Linked DNA regions of Sus scrofa: region 1 is linked to region 2. A link is a contact called in public Hi-C data. All regions are on one chromosome and are shown on one strand. Each heading gives the region's core, a stretch centred on a gene start, on an enhancer-like site or on the middle of the called end of the contact. The rest is flanking DNA. Distances are from core to core; before and after follow the strand shown.

Evidence for each region. Hi-C and Micro-C count contacts between places; a contact is called where the count stands out from the background.
Region 1: a Hi-C map of epiblast stem cells shows a contact between it and region 2, with 1.9 times the contacts expected there. The contact joins the promoter of CPNE5 here to the enhancer-like site in region 2. A contact is called at or near these places in 1 of 5 promoter capture datasets (liver) and 16 of 47 Hi-C or Micro-C datasets (alveolar macrophages, brain, embryonic fibroblasts and 10 more).

The regions. Positions count from the first base shown.
Region 1 is chr7:32,505,980-32,510,860 of Sscrofa11.1, reverse strand. It overlaps CPNE5 (copine-5), which reads left to right and starts at 2,471. Exons shown (of 23, transcript XR_002345691.1): 1 at 2,471-3,211.
Region 2 is chr7:32,446,317-32,451,032 of Sscrofa11.1, reverse strand. It overlaps CPNE5 (copine-5), which reads left to right. Exons shown (of 23, transcript XR_002345691.1): 10 at 205-308. Among named protein-coding and RNA genes, the nearest start is that of CPNE5, 60 kb to the left of the region's middle. Within about 2 kb of position 2,267, at least 5 of the 83 cell types and tissues checked have an H3K27ac peak or open chromatin away from gene starts, as enhancers often do. A contact at or near this core is called in epiblast stem cells, where this site is marked.

The DNA.
Region 1 (4,881 bases), core at 1,222-3,721, 60 kb before region 2:
CTATGCCAGATGCTGTCACATTAAAGGTTTATATAGTAGAACTTCGTTCTCACCACTCACCTGCTCAACAACCTGCGATGGCTCCCACTTGTCTTCCTCCACTAGGCCTAATTTCATGGATGTTTTTTTTTTTTTTTTTTGTCTTTTGTCTTTTTGTTGTTGTTGTTGCTATTTCTTGGGCCGCTCCCGCGGCATATGGAGGTTCCCAGGCTAGGGGTTAAATCGGAGCTGTAGCCACCGGCCTACGCCAGAGCCACAGCAACGCGGGATCCGAGCCGCGTCTGCAACCTACACCACAGCTCACGGCAACGCCGGATCGTTAACCCACTGAGCAAGGGCAGGACCGAACCCGCAACCTCATGGTTCCTAGTCAGATTCGTTAACCACTGCGCCACGACGGGAACTCCTCATGGATGTTTTTTTTTTTTCTTTTTACAGCCGAACCTGTGGCACATGGTAGTTCCTGGGCTAGGGGTCCAATCAGAGCGCGAGCTGCCGGTCTATACTGCAGCCACAGCAATGCAGGATCCGAGTCACATCTGTGACCTACACTGCAGCTTGCGGCAATGCCAGATCCTTAACCCACAGAGCGAGGCCAGGGATTGAACCCGAATCCACACAGACACTGTGTCGGGTACATTAACTCACTGAGCCACAACGGAAGCTCACGTGGATGGCTTTTAAAACCCTCCATCATTCGGCCCCATCCTAAGAGGTGGTCAAGACTCTTGTTCAGAGTCAGGCTTTGGTCTCAACAGCCTAGGTTCACCTTCTTGCTCTCCCACTTCCCAGTTGGGTAATCATGGGTGAGTTACTTAGCTTCCCTGGGATAATAATACCTCACACCTATACTTATTTTAAGACCTTATAATCGTGCATGGTCCTTATGAATATACTAAAAACCACTGATCTGTGTACTTTAAGATGGTGAATTTTATAGAACAGGAAAGTATCTAAAAATTAAGCATGGCGTCTGCCCTAGGATAGGCTCTTTGAAAACAGAGTGGTGATTATCATTCTTACCAAGGAGATTTCCCAAGGGCGGGAGCACCTGGCCGGGCACAGGGCAGGTACTCTGTAAACACTGGCAGAACATTCCATAAGTATGTTTGAAGCATGTCCAAGACAGGTATGGGGTGGGGGAATGGAGGGCACAGACATTCCAAGCCCAGTTTTTCGCTCTTGGGGAATGGAGGCCGGACTAATTCCTGGTGGTGACAGGGCCTCAAGGCTAAACCGGAGAGAGGGTGGAGCCCTCCTACCCAGTAACCGCCCACTGCCCTGGGAATCCCAGCGCCTTTGTTCTGGGTATCCCAGGTGACAGAACCCAGTCCAGCCAATCCTGAGCCATGGCTAAACGGAGAACACTTAACCCTAGAGGATGAACCTGTTCTTAATATTTTTCTTTGACTGGCTGTATGTGATGTTCTGGGAATTGACTTCAAACAATCGCAACGCCCCGTCAGGCGTCAGGCCCCGCTGCCAAAGCCAGGCCTAGAGGGCGGGGCTTTTCCCGGGCCAGCCTCAGGCTCCAGGCCTCCCCAGACCCCTCCCCGGGGCACAAAGGCGGCTCGGTCCAAACGCTAGGCGGTGGGAGCAGAAGGGGAGATTCCAGCTCAACAAAGCTGAGACAGGCTGAGGAGGGGCTGTGGGGGATTTCCTAGAAACCAGCCAATGTGCGAGGCCCAGGGGAGACGCCACGGAGCTGCAAACCCAGGTCCAGAAGGGCGAGACTGGGTCAGGGTCGGCCGCAAAGGGCTGGCTGGGAGGGGGCCGCCTGGGAGGCCCGCCTCAACTCTCTCCTCTCTCCCGAGGCTGGGATCTCCCACGGCTGGGATCGGAGCCTCGCACACAGCAGGCTCGGTGCAGGTTTCAGAAAAGCCCGGGGAGCTTGAACCACCCTGTGCTTGGAGGAAGCTTCTAGACCTGAGAGCTGGCTCAGCCTTGTGGTCACGACGACGGGACGCGGGTGGGGTGGGGGCGCTGGTGAGTGGCTTAGGTAGCTAATTCCGCGTGGCCAGGCCCAGAGGGAGCCAGAGGCGGATATTGGGGCGGGCGGGGGGCGCCCATACGCCCACCCTGCCTAGGCCTAAAGGGAAGCCGAGGCCGCCCCTCTGGGCACTGGGGTCGCCCCCACAGTCTTCCCCAGGAGATGAAGAGTCTGTTTCTGGACCGAGACCCGCCCCTTGGTGGGGCGCACCCTCAGCAAAGACACACACCCCCAAACCTCTGGGGGTGGGGGTGCTGTCTCTTTGCATACGTGCCCCCCCCCCGCCCGGCTCCGCACAGACCCTTCTCTTACAGATGCCCTTTGGTTCACACATCCCTCTTCCTTCCCGGCATCTGGAACCCCGTCCCCACGCGCGCCACACGCACGCACACACAGACTCACACGCTGGCACGGACACACTCACACCCGCGCGCAGACCCCGCCCGCGGCCCCGCCCCGGCCCCTGCGGGCGCCCCCTCCGGCGTTCGAGGACCCGGCACGCAGCCGGCCCCGGGTGGCGGGAGGCGGCGGCTTGGGGCAGATTTGATTTTCCCGCAGCCCAGGCGCCCCGGAGCCGGAGTCCGAGCCGAGGAGGTGGCGCTCGCAGCCGCGTCCCCAGCCCCGCCGCCGCCCGCGAGGAGACCCGGCGGGAGGCGGCGCAGCCTCTGAGCTCAGGGCTCGCTCGGCGCTGCTTGAGTCCCACCACCCCCACAGCCCGCGCCCCATCCCGCCCCCCACGCCCCTCGCCTTCTCCTGCACCTCCTCTGCCCCCACCCCCAAACTCCCCGCCCCTCTGCCGGGGCCGCTGGCCACGACTCCGCGAGTCCCTCCCCGCGCCCCTCCGGCTTTCCCCGCTGCGCCCGGCTCCCTGAGCTGCTTGCCCCTCTCCGCTGGGCCCCCAGCCTCGTCGCGTCACCCGCACCCTCTCCTCTATCCTCGGCCCCCGCTCCCTCCGCCCCCCTTCCCTCTCTCACTTCCCACGCCCCCTCTTTCGCTCTCCTCTCTCCTCCCTTTGCCGCCCAGCCCCAGCTCCGGAGTTGGGGGAGAGACCAGGGTTTCTGTTGCTCCGGAGCAGGCGTGAATCGCGCAGGGATTGACGAATTTAGGGTGGGGGGCACGGTGGGCTATGGAGCAGCCCGAGGACATGGCGTCGCTGAGCGAGTTCGACTCCTTGGCGGGCAGCATCCCGGCCACCAAGGTGGAGATCACCGTGTCCTGCAGGTGAGCTGCCCGCTGGCCGGGGCCCCCCTGCCCCGCCCCTGGACCCGAAGCCCCTCGGCCCCTGCGGCTGCGACCCTCTGCCTTCGCGCGCCCGCTTCCAGAGTCCTTTCCTCCAGGACGCCCCTCTGCCTGTGGGGCAAGAGCCCCTGTCCAGCCACGGGTGGCGACGGGGGATTGGGAAAATAGGTTTAGGGTCGTTTCCCGGAAAGTTTGCACTCGCGGCTGTTGTTGTGAGGAGATAAGACACAGGAAAGGGCCCAGGCGCACGAGTGGGGAGACGGAGGTAGTGAAAGGACGTGGCAGGGTCTTCACGCAGTCTCTTTCTGATTATCCCCTCCCCAAATCGAGAAAAGAGTGGTTGCCTCATTCCTGCCAGGCGTGCCCAGCCTCTGCCCTCTGTGCCCTCCTCTCTCTTCCCCCCTCTCCTTTGCCCCAACCTTCTCACTCTCTCCTTCCTCACCCACCCACCCACTATTCTAGACCCAGGATTCTAAAGCCTTTCATCACCTCCGACAACAAAATGACTCTTGGAAAAGGATCATATTGATTCATTCATCCTGAGGTGTGGATAACTGATAACAACTTAAAGAGGCACATTAAAAAAAATAAATAACCGGGGTGCAAAATCTTAAGCAGAAGGACTAGAACACTGAGTGTGGAATTTTAGAGTCCAGCAAGGGTGTGTGTGTGTGTGTGTGTGTGTGTGACATGTCACACAGGTTTCAGGAGTGACTTCTCCATCTAAACTGGGTCTCCCCCCGGTTCTTCTGTCTGAGAGGAAGGCTGCCCAGGCAGCAAGGGGTACAGTGGGGAAGGGAGGATTTTTCCCTAGTGTAGTCACCCTGTGGCTGGCCCAGGGATTCTGAGGGGCAACTGTGGCCTATGCATAGTTCACCTCTTGAGTTTTTGCTGGAGATGCCATTCCCCCACCCAAATGACCAACAGCATTTTTGGGTTCTGGGTGTGCACTTGTTCCAAAGAGCCACCCCATCCTCTTCCAGGCTCCTCTTTGGTCAGACCTTTTATCCACCCTCACAGCCCCCCAACCCTGTATCCCAGAGGTGCAGCACTGAGAAGGTGTAGATGGAGTCAGAGTAGCCAGTCTGGGATGTGAGAGAGGGAAGGACTGGGGGGTTAGGGGGGTTAGATTGAGTGCGGGTGAGGGCTGATGAGGTTAAACACAGCTGGTCCCCTGCGTCAGGCCCTTCTGGGGACCCCTGTGATAGCCCCACCCATCTCCCCCTTGGTCCCACACACAGTTTTGTCAGAATTATCTCCCAAGGCCATTTGCATCATGCCATTCCTCTGCTGGGAGATTCCTGATGGCCCATTAGCTCCAGTCTCACCAACCTCAGCCATCAACAGCTGCCACAAACCGCCCTCCCCTCTCCCGCGGGGCACATGTCCCCGCTCCTGACACTCCTTCCCAACCTTCAGTCACGCCTGTGTCAGAGCTGTCTTAGGATCCTTCTCTCCTCAGAGGCTCCAAACAGCCTGTTCCCCATCCAGACCTCACCCCTCCTTGATCTCTACCCATTCATGTCCACCCATCCTGAAAGGCCTGGCCCCGTACTCCCCACTTCCAGCCCTCCTCACCCATGAGATGCCCAGCCCGGATCACTGTCTTTATGGCCCCTGGGTCCTGAGTGCTCAGCCTGGGCCACAGGGTC
Region 2 (4,716 bases), core at 1,018-3,517:
CCTGCCAGCAGGGGAGTTGTTGAAAGATGAAATGAGTATTGGCTCAGGGCCTGGCGCCTGGTGTGGGGCACGGGTGAGACGCTGCCCTTTCTAACTGCCTTGGTGCCCAGAATCCTCAGGCCCTGGAGCTGTGCTCCCACAGGGACCGGGGCCCTCTCCAGCCTCCTGCCGCCTCACACCCCTGTTCTCCCTCCCTCCCACCAGGATGTCGCCACGATGCAGTTCTGTGCAAACAAGCTGGACAAGAAGGATTTCTTTGGGAAGTCTGACCCCTTCTTGGTGTTCTACCGAAGCAATGAGGACGGAACGTGAGTTTGCAGGGGCACAGGATCGGGGGTGGAAGGTGGCAACTTGCCAGGCGGGGTGGCCCGGGCCATCTCCTCCTGGTGCTGCCCTGGGGCTGCCCTGGGGCCCCTGCTCTAGAGATGGCAGGGGCTCTGGGAAAGGCAGGGGCTCCAGGTAGCACCCTGGCCTCACAGATGGGGCTGGGGGTGGGGTAGGGGCAGCTTCTGAGCCCACAGCATCATCCTGAGGGTCTTAGCAATGGTGGGTGCTCAGCACGTCAGAGATGGAGGGAGTGGGCAAAAACAGGGCAAAGGTGGGAACGAGAGCCCCTCTGAGAACCCATTCCTTCACCCCTGTCTCTAAGCCTCACCCTCACCCACCCACAGCCTCCTGACACCCTGAGACCACACATTCCCCCACGATATCACACTCAGTGTGGCAAATTCGGACCTTTTCCCCAAATGGCTCCACACTCTGCCAAAGGCTTCATTCAAAACCCTTCACATATTTTTTTTCTTTTTTTTTTGTCTTTTGTCTTTTTAGGGCTACACCTGCGACACATGAAGGTTCCCAGGCTAGGGGTCCAATTAGAGCTACAGCTCTAGCCACCGGCCCACACCACAGCCACAGCAACTCGGGATCTGAGCTGCATCTTCGACCTACACCACAGCTCATGGCAATGCCGGATCCTTAACCCACTGAGTGAGGCCAGGGATTGAACCCGTACCCTCGTGGATGCTAGCCGGGTCCATTGACTGTTGAGCCACAACAGGAACTCCCCCCTCACATCTTTGAAGCCCCATTTCCCTCTGTCCTCTCCCTAATCTGGACGCCACCCACAATATGATGGAAAGACACACCACTCATTTGGCGAATGTAGGTCAGCCATGTACACAGATTCTAGGTTGAGGGTCTGGGGACCTAGGTCCTCTCCACCAATCTGTTGTGTGACCCCAGGCAAGGATGCTCCCTCTCTGGGCCTGTTTTCTCATCAGTAAAATAATCTGTTTGGATTAGGTGGTCTCCATAGTCTCTTTAAGCACCACAGCTCTGGGAGGCTTTGGCCACTTATGGCTGGAATTTGCAGAATAAGGAAGTGATGGGGCCAGGGAGGTTAATTAGAGAAACGCTGCTGGAGAAGGGGCACTAGGAAGCAGATTTTGAAGGAGAGGAAGAAAATGGGGCCACAGGGGTGGGGGGTGGGGGAGGAGGAGCCAGGAAGAATAACAGGCTAGAGAAATAGCGTGTGCAAAGCAAGTGTGCCCTGAGCAGAGGGCTGGGAGGCCTCCCAAAGTCCCCCAGAATCTGAAATCCTGTGTGTGTGTGTGTGTGTGTGTGTGTGTGTGTCTGTCTGTCTGTCTGTCTGTCTGTCTGTGTTGGGGGGCAGGGCAGAAATAGAGAGGAGGGGTGTTTCAGTTCCGGGGAAAACTGATTTTTAAGCCTGAACGTACAAAACAAAGGGAATTAGGTATGATCATTTGCATAACAAAAGGATTCTTTGTCTCACCAAAGGACTCCTAGCAGGATTTCTTTAAATAATTCTTGTTGACTTCAACTCCACTCGAGGGAGGGAGGAAGAGGCCTGAGTGATGTTCTGGGCACCCACGGAAATGTCCACGCGGGCCCCCCGCCCCCAGAGGGGCCACCCCGGGCTTGTGTCCGAGGTGAGGGCCGGCTGGCCAGCTGGAGGCGGGGATTCTGGTGGCGGAGCAGGAGATAGGTGTGTGGCGGAGTGTTTGCCAGTGATTATTCTAGCAGAGAGATGTGTAGGATGGATGAGGAGGGGGCGGGGGAGAGGGAGAGACTCGTGACTGACACGGTGAGCAGGTGGGAGGTGCTGCGCAAAAGCGAGCTGTGCTGCAGGGCGGGGGGGTGTGGTAGGCAGGGGAGGGCGCGGGGAGGGGAGGACCGGGCCGAAGGACAGTCCAAGACCTGGCGCAGCAGAGCCTGGGCAGGGACTGCGGTCACAGCCCCCTCCTGTCAGTGGAGCCACGGGTTCCCCAAGTGTTGACAGTGGCAAAGGCGCTGGTCAGATGAGGGAGGCCACGGAGGTTTACTGGGGGGCAAGTTTCCCTTGAAGCATGGGCTCGGGTCGGGGGAGGTGGGGGGGTACACACCGAAGGCAGCTGGAGAAACCGATCCAGAGGGGTGCGGGGAGTGAAGTGTCACGCCTGCCACGCCGGGAGGGCCATGGAAGGAAACAGCCACAGAGCAGCCATGTGCTCCTGGCACCGCGCAGACCTTGTCCTCTTCAATCAGAATCACCCGTCTGGGAGCAGGAGTGTGGTGATGGAGAACCAGGACAATTATGAGCTGTGTCACACTCGGCGTCTCCAACCCCATGGAACTTTCTGGGAGGTGGAAAGGTTCTGTATCTCACTGTCCCCTGTGATCGCCATTAGGTACACACAGCTGCTGAGCCCTGGAAAGGGCCTAGTGCGCGGGAGAAACTGAATCTCTCATTTCATTTCCTCTTAGTTAATTTGAATGTAAATAGCCACGGGTGGCTAGTGGCTGTCATTCCTGACTGTGCAGCACTACCTCTGAGGCTCACTTTCTTGGTGTGTGTGATGGGGATAATCAGAACATCTCCCTCGAGGGAAAGCCGGGAAGATTACATGAGTTAACCCCAGTTATTAGAACAGGGGGCCTGGCAGCATTAGTCACGGTTTTGGGAGGCCCAGTCACTTGCCCAGGGCTGCATAGCTGCCAGCTGTGGTCCTGGGACCAAAACCCACATCTGTGTAACCTTCTTGGTGTATACTCCCCCACACGCTGCCCCAAGTGTGTGTCGAAAGGAGTTGAGCCGGGAAATGACTGCAAAGGTCATTTCCACGCTAGGGCCTCATCTCGCACAGCAGGTGCATCAGGGAGTCTGAGGGGCTTGTGGGTTCCGTGACTGGGGGCTAGAGGGAGCTTAAAGAAAGTGGTTTCAGGCAAGAGTCTGAACAGAAAGCCAACCACACAGAGCTCAGGAAGAAAGACATGGAGGAGAAATGAGAATATAATAGCTTAGAAGCCCTGGTCAGGAAGTTTGGCTGGCAAGGGAGAGGCATGAGAGAAGGCAGTGGCTCCAAAGAAGTGGGCAGTGGGGAGGCTGGGAGGGTCCAGGGCAGGTCTGTGTGATGCTTCCAGATGGGAAGTCAGGGCCTCTGGGCGGTCGGATCTCCCTCCCCTCACCGACAGTTGCTGCTCCTGATCCTCCCCCCTGCCACCCCACCACCCACCCCAGGCTCCCCTTCTGGCCCCAGCTAAGGGCAGCCGTGGCCCCTCCTCTTCCCATCCCCATCCCTGTCCTCCTCACCAGCTCTGGGGTGTGTGGGGAAGTCTCCCACGTGTACCTCACACTCCAGCGGGTGGGCGAGAAGGAGCACAGAAGAGGAACACTGAGCCGCAGTGACAGGAATGACATTTTGACTTGAAAATTGCCAGAGAAGAAATGGCACAGGCTGTGTGGGCTCGGGTGGGGCCTGGGCGCTTTCCTGGGTGGCCTTTCCAAGCCAGAAGGTAGCTGGGCTAAGGCAGAAAAGTCTCCAGGGACAGTCCCTGCCCTATACTCCCCCTGGGCTCCCCCCTCCGTGGAGTAGGATAGGCTTCTGGAATAGGGCCAGCCAGGCATGGCATGGGGGGTGGGCAGGGGTGCTGGATTGGGGCTTAGCTGGGATGAAGCCAACTCTGCACTTTCAGTTTGCAAAGCAAGCTCCTGGATTCAGACTAAAAGAGCTGACAGGGTCTTAGAGATCACCTAAGCCAAGGGCTTTATTTTCACTGGCTTGAAATGCCAGTGAAAGCTATAGAAACTCTCCTCTAAGAGATACACTTATTCATTAGTTCATTCCAAAAAAAAAAAAAATTACTCAAACACTTACTAAGTGCCAGGCGCTATTCTGGGCACTGGAGATATACCAGTGAACAAAGAAGACAAACCCCTGCCCTTACGGAGCTTACATCTTAGTGACAGGCTGTAAAAGAAGTCAGGAGAAAGATAGGCCATGTCAAACATCAGATGATGACAGATGTGATGGGGAAAGCAGCATGGAAGGGGACTAGGAGGTGTCAGAGTCAGGGGACCAGGGGCTTATACATTTTAGATAATGGTGCTCTGGGCAGGTGCTCACGTCAAAGACATGACATTTGAGCAAAGGCCTGAAGGAAGCGGGGAGGTGAACCATGAATGTGGCAATCTGGGAGACGATGCTCCAGGCAGGGGAACAGTGAGCACATAAAACTCAGACATCCAGTTCCACCGACGCTTCCAAGGGTTCACAGACCCCTAAAACCCGTCCCCAGACCCTTCCATGGATCTCAGATGAAGAGAGTCTGAGAGTTCCTGTTGTGGCTCAGTAGATTCAGAACCTGACTAGTATCCACGAGGATGTGGGTTTGAATCCCGGCCACCCTCAGTGGGTTAAGGATCCGGTGTTGCCATGA